3 separate regions of the Gossypium hirsutum genome follow, and regions 1 and 3 are each linked to region 2. A link is a contact called in public Hi-C data. All regions are on one chromosome and are shown on one strand. Each heading gives the region's core, a stretch centred on a gene start, on an enhancer-like site or on the middle of the called end of the contact. The rest is flanking DNA. Distances are from core to core; before and after follow the strand shown.

What was found. A called contact is a pair of places that touch in the nucleus more often than the background predicts.
Region 1: a Hi-C map of leaf shows a contact between it and region 2, with 2.2 times the contacts expected there. The contact joins the promoter of LOC107932707 here to the promoter of LOC107932697 in region 2. A contact is called at or near these places in 8 of 34 Hi-C or Micro-C datasets (anther, callus, leaf and 2 more).
Region 3: a Hi-C map of leaf shows a contact between it and region 2, with 3 times the contacts expected there. The contact joins the promoter of LOC107932696 here to the promoter of LOC107932697 in region 2. A contact is called at or near these places in 9 of 34 Hi-C or Micro-C datasets (callus, hypocotyl, leaf and 1 more).

What each region holds. Positions count from the first base shown.
Region 1 is chrA09:21,747,177-21,751,688 of Gossypium_hirsutum_v2.1, reverse strand. It overlaps LOC107932707 (scarecrow-like protein 8), which reads left to right and starts at 2,678. Exons shown (of 1, transcript XM_041076255.1): 1 at 2,678-4,512. The coding sequence starts at 3,083.
Region 2 is chrA09:22,250,479-22,255,294 of Gossypium_hirsutum_v2.1, reverse strand. It overlaps LOC107932697 (sec-independent protein translocase protein TATB, chloroplastic), which reads left to right and starts at 3,467. Exons shown (of 6, transcript XM_016864778.2): 1 at 3,467-3,922; 2 at 4,011-4,132. The coding sequence starts at 3,703. It overlaps LOC107932701, which reads right to left and starts at 20. Exons shown (of 8, transcript XR_005901903.1): 1 at 1-20.
Region 3 is chrA09:21,989,590-21,994,164 of Gossypium_hirsutum_v2.1, reverse strand. LOC107932696 reads right to left here and starts at 1,770. Exons shown (of 1, transcript XM_016864777.2): 1 at 523-1,770. The coding sequence starts at 1,554. The coding sequence ends at 727.

The DNA of each region.
Region 1 (4,512 bases), core at 1,429-3,928, 500 kb after region 2:
CATACTAGTCTCCTAAATATTAATATTTAATATTTACTAACTTGATTTATGGTAATGGGATTTTGAAATTGTCGTTTTCAGCACTACTGAAAAATAGACTATTACAAGTGGCATCATTGCCATTCACTGGAGTGGAGGAGTTGACAGGGTTGGCATCATTATTTTTGCTAATGGGATTGTAGGTAACATTATTCTATTTCTGAGACATTTTTGATCCACGCTCATTGAACCAATTGTTGATACAAGGTACAAAATGTATGGAGGACAAGAAGGAGATCATGATGGTGCAGAGGAGTTCCTAAAGAGGCCGAAAGCTAGAACAATGACAAGAGGACAAGCTACTTAAGGAGATAATTGCTCAAAGTAACCTTAGGGTGTTAGGAGATCCATCCTTTCTTCATCGTTTTTCAGGGATTTATAGGAGAGGTTCTCTTGTCCTCTAGTATGATGTGGCTGGATAAGCATTCAATTCCACCAAATGTGTAAAGGATATTCACAAGCTTATATCATGGGACCTTATCAATACAAAGTTATTTTGCCTAAATGGGCACCTTATCATATCATGTGTGTGTTCACACTTGGAGAGTCTTCATACCTAAAAAAAGGTGAATGACTCCCTCCAAAAGTGTTGAAGGCAAGTGCCCTGTCAAGACATTATTTCAAATAGGGTCAACATAGAGGTTAATGGTGCGTTCAGTGTTGACACGTATTCAAGTGGCAAAGGGGTCTGATAATATCTAAAGAAATAAATACATTAAATTTATTTTACATTAGATTTATATAATTATTTGTGTATATAACATGTAAAAATAAAATAATGTTACATTGATAATGATGTCAATAATTTATAAAAATAAAAAATCAAATCAAATTTTCGTTGTACAAAATTAAAATTTATATATGATATTACATCTTATGTTAAATCAAACTTTCATGCATAAGATAGTATTTTTGAAAGTTGAGTGGTAAATAAGTTTTTATGCTTTATTTGGGAATGAATATTTTAAGGTCGGGGCATGGCCAGCGTAGCCAACTTTTATGGGTTTCAAATTCTAACCTCAGAAACAGACATATGGTGCGCAACTAACACGTGTCGGTAAATTCGCCAGAATCAACCCGGAATTGTCTGTTTAGACTTACGACGAAAACCTAGACACTGGAATATTGAATCAGCGAACCAAGTTATGAGAAGTTTTCCATCTGACCAGGCAGTCACCCTGAGTTCCTTCAAAGCTTAGCCTCATTTTTCCACGTATTCTAGGGACTGCTTTCCTTACTTGCTTCCCCCCCCCACCCTTTTGGCCTTTTTTCTTAAACAGTTGGTAACTGTTCTGTCAGGTGATCAAATACCCAACAAAGATCATTAGAATTTCACTCAATTGAAATTCACGTCCGATGATCATATCCTTCGCGTGGAATCACATTTCACTTTTATTTTGGGTAAACTCCCCATTTGGTCACCAAACTTTTAAGCCACTTTCATTTTGGCCATCCAAAAAGAAATCCTTGCAATTTCATCATTCAATTTCTAAGGCGTTTTCATTTTAGTCACTCAAGCATTAAATCTTTAATAGTGGTTGACTGTACACCATATTATATTTACACTTTTATTTTGGTCACCAAATGTTTAGGACGCTTTCTTTTTAGTCATAAAAAATCATTTTGTAAGTATTGATTAGGGTAAAAAAATATTAAAGATTAAAGTGAAAAAGCTATAGAAACTAAAATAATACATTAAAAAAATTTTATATTGTATTTATTTACTTCCTTGTTGAAAGTTCCATTTTTTTTTCAATATTGAAAAATTATATTTTAGAACATTCAAAATTAATTAAATAAATTGTTGAAAATTTTTATCCTTGATAGTGTCACCCAATTTATTACCGTAATATTGAAATTTATCAAATTAATTAATTTAATTTCCTTCTAAATTTTGAAATTTTATTTTATGTTTTCAAATTATCCTTAACAAAATCAACTAAAAAATTCATATTTAATAACTGTCTACGAAACTTAAATTTATTTTGATTATTCTTTTCATTATTTAATATGAGTTATTCGAGTTGATTTTGCTAAAGATAATTTAGAAGCATAAAATAAAATTTTAAAATTTAGATGGAGTTTTAATTAATTAATTAATTAATTTTAATATTATAATAATAAACCGGTTGATACTATCAAGATTGAAAAAAATTAGAATTTTCAAGAATGGGATAAACAAGTACAATTTGCCAAGTTTTTAATGCATTATTTTAGTTTCTATCGTTTTTTCATTTTGATACTTTTTTTTACTTGGATAAAGACTTTAAAAACATTTTTTTGGGTGACCAAAATAAAAGTGACTTAGAAATTGAGTTATAAAATGAAAGTGTAAATATGATGTGACATGATTTGGTGTGTACAGTGAGTTGCGGTTAAGGATTTAATATTTGAGTGGCTAAAATTAAATTATCTTAAAAGTTGAGTGATAAAATTACAAGTTTTTTTTATGTGACCAAAATGAAAACATCGTAAAAGTTGGGTAAGCACCTGGGAAGTTTACCCTTGCATTCTCTGTACCTCAATTCCCATTGCTACGTGAGTTAAATCTCGAGAAAAAACGCGTGGCATTTGTTTTCAAACAGCTCGCACTGAAGCTAATATCCGTGTTATGGAGGGAGAGCTGGTCTTCACTAAAAGCAATCACCGAACGCTGTTATAAAAAAATATCAAGAACCGCCAAATCACAAAGGTGATTAACGGCTGTGATCTGATTGCTTTGGTTCATCAAAATGAAAAAAGTATTTAATATTTACATTTCTTCATTAATTTAAATATAAAACCAGAAACCACCAAAACCGGACGGGTAAGAGCTGGTTGGATTTTGGAAACCCCTTCTTTCTTTTATATATATATTTATCTTCTCCATTAATCCATCTCCGTTGGATTCAGGAGAATCTTTTGTACGCCATAATCGAAGCTCTATCTCTCGAGTCTTCAATCATGAGTTTCTTCAAAAGCTAATTCACGTTATTCTTATTTCATTCATTTATTTTTCTTCTTTGAATCCGCTCTCTGAGGAGAGAAAAGAGAGGGGAGGGAAATGACATCGGGGTTCTCCGGGGGTGGCACAGAGTTTTACGGTAGAATAGCAGGCGGATCCGTCTCTAACAGTGGCACCATGAGCAACAACCAACCCACTGCACCGTACGGGACACATGGAATCTTCATGGACCCTAAGTCTCAAATCGTGAACAGGGCCGCACCCGGTTTCGTCGGGAAGCGAACACGAGCTGACTTCAATAACCACGGCCTCAATGATCTTAATCCCCGTCCAGTTAAGCCCAGAAATTACCAGCACGCTTATCCGATTTCTCCCTTATCGCCTATAGATTTCTCGTGCAACATATTACCGGACGTTACATGTAATTTCTCGCCTTCTTCTTCCATGTCGCAGCGATACGGGGTGCCGGTTTTACAGCAGCTGAGGCGGCAGCAACTTCCTCTCGGTATCAGCTCCGGAGCCACAATCCAGGCCATGAACCCTGGTTTCTCAAGCGCTCAGTACTTGAACTTGGTGCAAGCACGAGTGGTCCAGGCGCAAGACCCGGAAAATAAGATGATGAATCAGCTTCAAGAGCTGGAGAAACAGCTACTAGACGACGACAACGAGGAGGAAGGAGATGCCGTTTCGGTGATTACCAATAGCAACAGCGAATGGTCAGAAACTATACAACCCTTGATCAGTTCGAGCAGCCCTAACAAGCAGATTGCCACATCGCCTACTTCTTCAACTACTTCATCCTCTTCGTCCACATCATCGGTGGCTTCTCCAGTTTCTATTTGTTCAAAGCAGAAAATAATGGAGGTTGCATCAGCTATTTCCGACGGTAAAACTGACGTCCTAAACGAGATCCTGGCCCGATTAGCTCAACTTGCTAATGCTAAAGGGAATTCAGAGCAGAGGTTGACGGAGTGCATGTTGTTGGCTCTAAAATCGCGGCTCAACTCCGTAGAAAGCTCGCCACCGGTGACTGAGTTGTTCAGCAAGGAACACGCTACAGCGACTCATTTGCTCTATGATCTGTCTCCTTGTTTTAAGCTCGGGTTCATGGCTGCTAATCAGGCTATCCTCGATGCCACTTTGGACCAACCAAGCTGTAAGAAGTTACATATTATAGATTTTGATATTGGGCAAGGAGGGCAGTATGCAACTCTTCTCCACGCGCTCTCGGAGCGTGGGAGAGGGAACCCTGCCATGATAAAGATCACTTGTATTGCTGATAATGGTGGGGATGAGAGGTTGAAGGCGGTTGGTTTTAAGCTGAGTCTAGTTGCTGAGCGGTTCGGAGTTCGTTTAAAATTTAATGTGGTACCGAGTCTTAAACTCAGCGATCTGAGTCGAGAGTCACTCGGCTGCGAACTCGACGAGCCTTTGGCTGTCAATCTCGCGTTCAAGCTTTATCGAATGCCGGACGAGAGCGTATCAGTGGAAAATCCGAGAGACGAGCTTCTCCGTCGCGTGAAAAGATT
Region 2 (4,816 bases), core at 2,218-4,717:
AGAAATAAAACAGCGTGGTTTCAATCAAAACTAAAATTTAGCCGTGTATTATATCAAACGGCACCGTTTTATTTAAAATAAATTACTTTTTTGCGGAGTTTTTATCATAAACGCCGCTAATGTTTGACTTTTTTATAATTTTTATATTGAATTATTATATCTTTTATATTAATTTTAAATAATTTTTAAAAAAAATTTAAGTAATATTTAAAATAATTAGATAAATTTTGAATTTTTTTATATATTTTTATATATCAAATTGTTTAGATTAAATATTTTTAAATATAAAAGCATTAATTGATTACATAAAATTTCATCATTTAACAAATCTCAAGTTAAATCCTAAATATATATAAAGTTTATCTATTATCTCTTAAATAAATTAAACTATAATCATAATTTTAATATCTTAAATTTAATATTGTCTCTTTTACGAATATATAAGAAATTATTTAATATATAAATTAAAAAATACTAATTAACTAATCTAAACTTAAACCCCTAACTTTTATCCCCTAAACCCTAAATCATATAACATAACCCTTAAACCCATAACCCATAACTCCTAACCCCTAACCCTAACCCCTAACACCTAAACCTTAAACCCCAACCCTTAAACCATAAACTATAAACCATAATCCATAAACCCATAATCCATAATCCATAAACCTTAAAATAGTAACTCTTAAATTTTAAATCCTAAATCATATACCCTAAGCCATAAATCTTAAACTATAATGATAATTAATTTAATATTTTAAAATTAATTAAGACTATCTCTTTTACTATTATATAAGAATTTATTTAATATATAAATTAAAAAACAATAAGTCATATACCCAAAAAACTTTAAAATTATTTTAAATAATAGTATTTTAATTTTTTTCATTTTTAACAAATATTTTTCTATAATAAAAATTCGAAACACAATTAACTTTATGATTATAGCCAAAATAACAATTAAATTTTATATAGACTTTTAAATTAATTTTTATATAAACTTTTAATTAATATACGAGTTAAATAATATCTTCTCACATAGGAGTGTTAAATCTTAAAAAAGAAAAAGTAATTCTCTTAACATACTTTAACAAATTGAATACTAAACCACTTAATCTGTAAAAGCTAAAATATGAGATAAGTATTTGTACTTTTCGTAAAATTAAAATTTAGTCATTATATTTCTATTCTTAAGAATTTAATTCCTCTATGTTTCAAATTTCTGAATTTAAGTTTAATTGTTAAAATTACTTTTTATTATTATTAAATTCGTTAGGGATTTGGATGTCGAATTTGGGAATAGGTGATAATACTTTAGGGATTTAGGATGAAGAAGAAGGGGGAAATAGAACTGGGGAAAATGGAGAAAATGTTAAGTGTATCAGGTGTGGGTAAAAAAAAAGACAGCTAAACGACGAAGTTTTGAACAAAATAATTTAACATTAGCGGCGTTTATAACCTAGCGCCGCTAAAAATGCACCTATTGCGGTGTTTAGGGTTTTAGGGGTTATAGTTTAGTGTTTAGGGTTTGTTAGGATTTAGGGGTTTACTATTTTAGGGGTTATAAAGTAGTGTTTATGATTTTTTGGGGTTTAAGATTTTAAGAGTTATATGACTTTTAGCGGCGCTTTACCAAAAGCGCCGCTAATGCTCTGTCTTTTAGCGGCGTTTTACCAAAAGCGCCGCTATTTCTCTGTTTTTAGCGGCGTTTTAACAAAAAACGTAGCTATTGCTCAGTTTTTAGCGGCGTTTCCGCTATTGCTCTGTGTTTTACAATTTTTGCGGCGTTTTTTGATAAAACGCCGCTAAAAACGCCGCTAAAGCCCTATTTTCCTGTAGTGATACAATAATGTAATAAACATTGTGCTAATAGTATTAATAATAATATTAAAAACATGATGATAATAACAAAAAATATGTTGACGATAACATTAAATATGGGGATAATAGTAAAAAAAAATTGGAATAAAAATGTTAAATTAGTAATAGTGAGAAATAGTAAATAATAATAATTTGATATAAAAATGGTAACCGATAATAAACAATGGTAAAAAATAATATAATAAGTCTATGTATAATAGAAATTTATATTTAAAATAATTAACTTCGCTTAAAAATATATATATTTACATAATAAATATATAATAATAAATAAATAATATAATAATATGAAACATAACTCAAATTAATTAAATTAATAGAAAATAATAAAAAAATATAAAAATAATGAGAATAAAGCTCAAATAAATTAATTTAACAGTAAAATAACAAAAATAAAAAAGGGGTTAAATTGAATTAAAAGTGAAACTTTGAGGCCAAATCAGAAAGAAAATAAAATCAGAGGTAAACTCCCTCTCTTTTCTCTTATTTCATTTGTGTAAAAAAAAATGTGAACGTCAAAGTAAACAAAATTGAATAATATAAAAAGTTACCTTAAAAATCTAATTTGTATTCTCTTTGATTTCGTATGTGTATTCTCTAAAAAATTCCCCCTCTTACAATAGTTTTTCCATGGCTTTTATAGTCAAATTTTACAACTTATAACAAGTAGGGTGATTTAGTTAGTGGGGGTGATGGAGGTAGTGGATGGTTTAGTAGGGTGTGGGGGTGATGAAGGTAGTGGATGGTTTAGTAGGGTGATGGAGTTAATGGTTAGTTTAGTGGAGTGTTTAATTTAGGCTAGTTTGATTGGGCCCGGGCAGAAATTAGGCTTAACAAACTTCTAATCCTATAATCTATGATTTGATATAATTAATAATTTATATTATATATTATTGTATATTCATATTTAAAAAGGTAAAAAAAAATTAAAATGCATATCTAAAATAAACCTGGACATATGAAAGTCTAGGTTCATCCCATCAAAATTCAAAATTCAAAAATATAAAAACTGAAAACTTTTTTTAGACTTACTTTAGAATACACGTGTAGTTGCTAAAAATACGTTTAGAATGAATTTCCAAATTTAGATAAATTTTGGCCCCAATTTATTCAAGTTCATTTTGTACATCTATCTTTAGTAAAAAAATTATATAAAATTTATTTTTTATAAAATTTTAATAAAATTTTATATCTTTATATTTATTTAATAATTTTAAAAAAATCACAACATTATTTATAAGTCATTCACTCTTTTTTATTTTATTTAATAATGACGTATAATATTATTATTTATCGATGATACATAAAACTTGTAGACATCGGTGTATCAAATATTATTTGTAAGATTAATATGAAAAAGAAAAAGAAAGTATAAGAACCGGATTGAAAATATTACCAATTAATCCAGGGTAAAGGTTATTGAAGAAAAAAACCTGAACGTAACTCATTTTTATCAAACATTGTGGGGAAGCCCTAAAAAATTGGGCTATCTTAAACATGATGTGCCAGCATTTGACTACCCAAATCAAGCCCAGAACTTTGTGATGGCTGATCATGAGAGTCAGGTGTCGACCCACATTGAAATGGCCATTTCAGCCTACAATAAGATCTCCAGAATCCGGATCAAGTGAGCTCCAAAAGTAAGCTTCTCTGTAATGTTGGTATCGTAATCTCCTCGACCATCATTTTCCACATATTGCATTTTTAGACATCTTCCCATTTCAAGATAACCTTTGGTTTGGTGTCCCCTCCCAATTCCATGTCTATGCTCGGAAAAATCTAAGCTCTCCTTAAACTCACTAAAATTATCTATCTCTTCAAATGACCACAATTATGGCCGTCTCAACTTCCGCATTCTTATTCACACCTTCCGTTAGCTCCAAGTCCACTACTTTCTCCTTCTCTCCTTTAGTTTCACATCGCAAATCCTTTCCTTTCCGTTTCTCCACGTGGTTTCCTCAGTTGGGTCCATCCTTTTTTTCTCAATGGAGTGGTCTAAAGCATCTGGGCATTTCAATCTCACCAAAATCTCTTAAATTAGGTATCTTTTTTATTTTTTTTTATTTTGGTCTGGGTTCCTCTTTTTAAGCTGTCTATGCAGTTCATTTATTTTGATTATTGAATTTCAGAAAAAAAAGGAAAATGTAAAGGAAAGGTGGTTCATGCATCTTTGTTTGGCGTTGGAGCTCCTGAGGCTCTGGTTATTGGGGTAGTTGCTTTGTTGGTGTTTGGTCCCAAGGGTCTGGCTGAGGTATGTTCTGCCTTTATATGCTAAGGGACAAGTCATTCTCATTTGCATGTTGTTTCAATTATAAGCACCAACCTGTCACTTGCTCCTTTTATGGTTTGTAACATTTGATGATTTTCCAGGCTGTTTGTGTCTATCATATGTTTGTAATGTATGTCTTTGTACAGTTCAAGTTTCTAATTTTATGCGGGTATTGGATTTAGATAGGTCCTAAGCTTTGGAAACATAGGCTTTGTGGCAACTATTTTAAAATATTAATCTCTATTCAACGCTTCAAATATGAATTAAGCAACAAGAAGCAAAAAAAATTGGTAGAATTTCTAAGGAGTGCCTGGGAAGTTGGTATGATAAATTGTTGAAACTGAAAAATTATTGCTGGTTTAGTGTTGGATTTTATAGACAATACTTAGCTTTGCTTGAAACTGAAATTGATATGGTTTCTTGTCTTATATAAGAATTCAAATGTTCGTTTAAATTATAATCTTAGATGATAGAAAGAATCCTTTTTATTGAGATGAAATATAGAAAGAATCCTTTTTATTGAGATGAAATCTTATTTTATTCGTTTTTAAGCTTCTTTTAGTATATGAGTGAACAATAAATTAATTCAATTGGTAATATTTAGCCATTCCCATGACTTAATTTTGGTAAAGAGAAGGAAAATTTTTCGCTTATTTTGAAGAAATC
Region 3 (4,575 bases), core at 521-3,020, 260 kb after region 2:
TGGCATCGAAAAGATGAGGAGGACGACTAGGTTTTGGGCTTTTGCCTGTTGTACTCACCTTTCAAGCAATCTTTTACCTCATACACCACCTTGTAAAACAACTTGCAAACAGCAAGAAGAATCTGGGAGCAATGATTCAAATTTTATTATCAGTTACGAATATATGACTTTACAATTCTGAATATATGCTAATGGGTTGATCACTTAACTGATACTAATAATTTTAAAAATTAGTATACTTTAAATAATTAATTTTTTTATAAATTTTATCTTAATACAATAAAATGTATATTTAAAATTTTTAAAATATAACTCTAAATCCTACAAAATTTTTAAAGGTCTGAGCTTTAAAAAATAAAATACTAAGGATTTTATTTTATTTTTTTTTTAAAAGAAAATACTAAGGATTTGTTTTAATAAATAAGGGGTGAAATTTTGACTCATTCTCCCTTGAGAGGGATAGCAACTGTAATAGCATACCTATTCCAACGCATAAGAATAAGTTGCCGGTAGGGCATTGGATACCTGACAAAAAGGTTTTTATTTCCCACTACATAGAAGCCGATGCTTATGGCCTTCACCAGCAAAAACAACAACAACTATTACAATCTCCCTTCAACTCCAAAGAGCACCACCATTTAAAACAAAATCACGTTTGGCTAATGGCAATTGTCTTGTTGAATTGACTGACTTAGTAATATAGGATTATTCATCTTGTCTCGAGAATTAGAAATCATCGCCGCCATCATCATATCCAAGATCATCTTCAACCTTCTCCGCCACTTCATCTTCGAAATGATCCTCCAGCGCATCCACGCCCTCCGCTAATGCCAGTCCACCCAAAGCCCCTGCAACCGCACCCACAGCCAATCCTGTCCCCATCCCTCCGAACTTACTCTTCTTCTTCTCCACTTGCCCATAGTACCCACCACTTCCTTCACCGTACGCCGGCCGAGCATTGTAATTGTACGCACTGTAGGGATACCCAGAAGCTGGGGCTGCATAGTAAGGACTTTGTGGCTGTGGCGGGTGAGCGTATGGGTAAGGATAACCATAAGTTTGCGGAGCTCCTGGGTAGGCTCTTGAATCCGGTGCTGGGACCCCGTAGGGTGGTGCACGGTACGGATCGGGATCATGATAGCGTGGCTCTCTGGTCAAAACTCTAACGTCAACTTTTCCTTGGGGTCTCCCAGAGGGTCGCTTCAGCTTGAGCGTTTTCTCGTGGCTTACTTCGAAGCCGGCCTTATCAAGGACTTTTCGGAGCTTGATCTTACCTGAGCCAATGAGTGGTTTGGTGTGCTCCTCGGAACCGACGTGGACGACGTCGATGAAGAGAATGGTGTCGTCGTCGACGGGACCAGCAGGGAGAGGGATGACCAGAGTTTCGTCCCATATGGGACTAGTGTCACCCTCCTCATCGACTTTGGTGGAACACTTGTTCTTTGGGTCCACCCACAAGACGACGTACGGCCTGATTGGACCGTGACGCCAATTGACGTTTTTGAGATCTTTGGCGGAGGAGAGGGTCACCTCTATTTCACGGGGTGAGGCCATTAATATGCTTCTTAATCAAGGTGGAAATAAGTAAAAAGGATCTGGTTTGGTTTTGGAGTATGACCAAACAAGGTGATGACTCAAGTATATATAGGTTCTAGGAAAGAGGTTTTTTTGACATTAAACGTAATCACCAGATTGACCTTTTAATCTATATGGGGAGTGGGAACTGGGGAAGGGAATACTTAGAGAAGGACATGGACATTATGGTCTAAACAAAGGGTGAGACTGGGGGAGGGATTAACGAGAGGTGGTGTAGCTGGGTATTCTTAATTGCTTAAATGTGACTTTTAAAGAGAGACAGGTGCCGACTTTGAATTGCACAATGACAAATATTATTACCAAACATGGAGCAGGCACATATCCTTCATGATCTTCTACATTAATTATAGTTAAAAAATGACAAACACACCCCTATAATTTAATTCTTTTTGGTAATAACACATCCCAACATTATTAACAATTTACCTTTAAGGGATTTTTATTAAAATTATATTAATTTATTACTTTTTTTTTCAAATTGACATGGATTGAAAATTTTTTATCAAAATGATATGTTTTAAATCATAAAAATTGCAAACGCTATAGGCCCAAATTGACATTTTTTTTGTGGCAATTTGGGTGGAACACCAAACTGTGAGGCCCAAATCACTACAAATCATATTGATTTGGAACTTTGGGAAACGTGTGCCACTTTTTACTATTTAAACATAGGTTTAGGGCAAAGAATTTTGTCAAATCGTAGCTAAAATTGTCGATTTGGGGAAGAATCTTTGCCACCCAAATCGATTCACTTTGTGGCTATTTGGCTTAGAGATTTTTTGCCCAACAATACCCAACAGTCCAAAAGAAACCCAAGACCCTAACCCCACTACACATATATATATAATATCTTGACATTTTCAATATAACACATGGTAAAAATTTGGGTTTGAATATCAAGAAAATTATGAGAAAATTTTATGGAACGACTCAAATAAAAAATTTTAGAAAAGGAATTTGATATTGGAGAAGGGCAATTACGTGAAAAGAGTTGTAAAGTTGGAAGTATGACAAAAAAAAAAGATTAAATCTCAAATTTTAAAAAATATGAGGACTAAAGTGCAATTTGACCAACAAAAGAACCATTGAGTTATATTATCTTGAATCATGAAAGTACCATTGAGCCTTATTACTCAGCGTACAATTTGTTTATTCCATGCACGGGTACATGTATTCTCGAAGCCAGAAATTTTTTTTATGGAGCCGAAATTAACTTTTAATTTTTAATAGCCTATATCTTTATAATTTTTAAAGAATTAAATAAAAAATTTATTATTTTTAAGGGGTTAAAGTGCAATTTTATCTTTAATAATTTAAAGTTTTAAATTTTCTAAAGGGTCTAAATGGACAATTTTCCATTTTAGGGGGGTAGGGGCCCCTACCAGCTCCCCAAGATATGCCACTGTCGAAGCCTCAAGAAAGTGAAGTTAGCATCCATATAGCAACAATTGACTCAACTTAAGTTTGTATAGTTCCTTTTGTTAGAAAAACAGGTTTGGAAAATGCAATGAAAAATAAGTTCTAAGGAAAAATTAGAGTCTTAAATTTTTTTTTCTAAAACTAGAACTTAGTTATGGTATCTAAAGTAATAAACACTTAATCAAAATTGTACATCTTTGATTGGTCTAAGATGAACGCTTCGACTGAATAGTCTTATCTACTATCCTGAAGCTCATGTTTGTCAATGTAGGTAGGGATGAGCATTCGATCGAATCGAATAAAAAAATTTCGAGTTAATTGAGTTCACAAGTCATATTTTATCTTCCTAACTCAATTTGATTTTTTTTCGAATTGAGTCGAGTCAAATTGAGTGAAATTGTTCGAGTTAAATAAAAAAATTTAAACATGTCAAATAAAAACATTATTAAAATAAAGCTAATTCCATGTTAGAGCACATAAATTTGAAACCATATATATTTGAAAAAAAAAATCAAAGTAAAAAAAAAACCTTGATTATGATAAATTTGAATCATTAATTAAGTCCCAAAATTATTATTTTAGAATATTTTTAAAAATTTAAATTATATATATTTTAGAATTTATTTTAAAAATATAAAATTTGAAAATTTTATCAATATTTTTAATTTTAAAAATTATTTTGATTTTTTTGTAATTTTTGTTGAGAGAGACCAATTTGCTTCTTTTCAAAGTTGATAGGAACCAATAGGTATTTACACCAATTTGTTTATCCGAGTTATTCGAATTGTGAGATTCAACTCTACTCAAACTCGAAACTAGAATCGAGTTATTCGAGTTGACTCAAATAATTCTAATAACTCGATTCGATTAATTTGAAATTCATTTTTTTTATTTTTTTGAATCGAATCGAGTTTTGCTCACCCTTAAGTGTGGGCTCATTTCGAATCAGAAAATTTTCCACAAAATTACCAGTGGGGTAATTTTGCATTTTTCTAAATTTCAAGGTCAAGTTGTAAATAAGAAAAATATCTCTAGAAATCTTTTGAAATAATTTATTTAGAAATTGTTCTCTCTACAACTTTCTTTTTAACTCATGTATGTGAAAAAAAATGTCTCAATGCTCTCTTATATAGGAAGAGTTTAGAGAGTTCAACTATGATTAAACTTAATCACTTTAATATAATACTTATCAAGGTAAATATTAGATTAAATTTAATATTAAATCTCATTAAATTGATAGAATATTTATCTACAAGATAAATATTAAATTAAATTTAATATTAAGATAATCACTTTAATATTAAATTAATAAAATACTATTAAGATAAGTATTAAATTTAATTTAATATTGAATTTATTAAAATAATATTATATTTGTAATAGTTAATCGAAAATCAAATTCTCTAGTAGAGTCCCAATAGGAGTGCAATTCTTCCATTGCTTAACCATCGAAAAACCATCGTCGTTGACCATCCGTCAACCACCAGAATGTCGTTGTCGCAACCGCCGACGCCGTTGTATATGGTGGTGCCATCGCAGGTCCGACACCCCTATAGTACC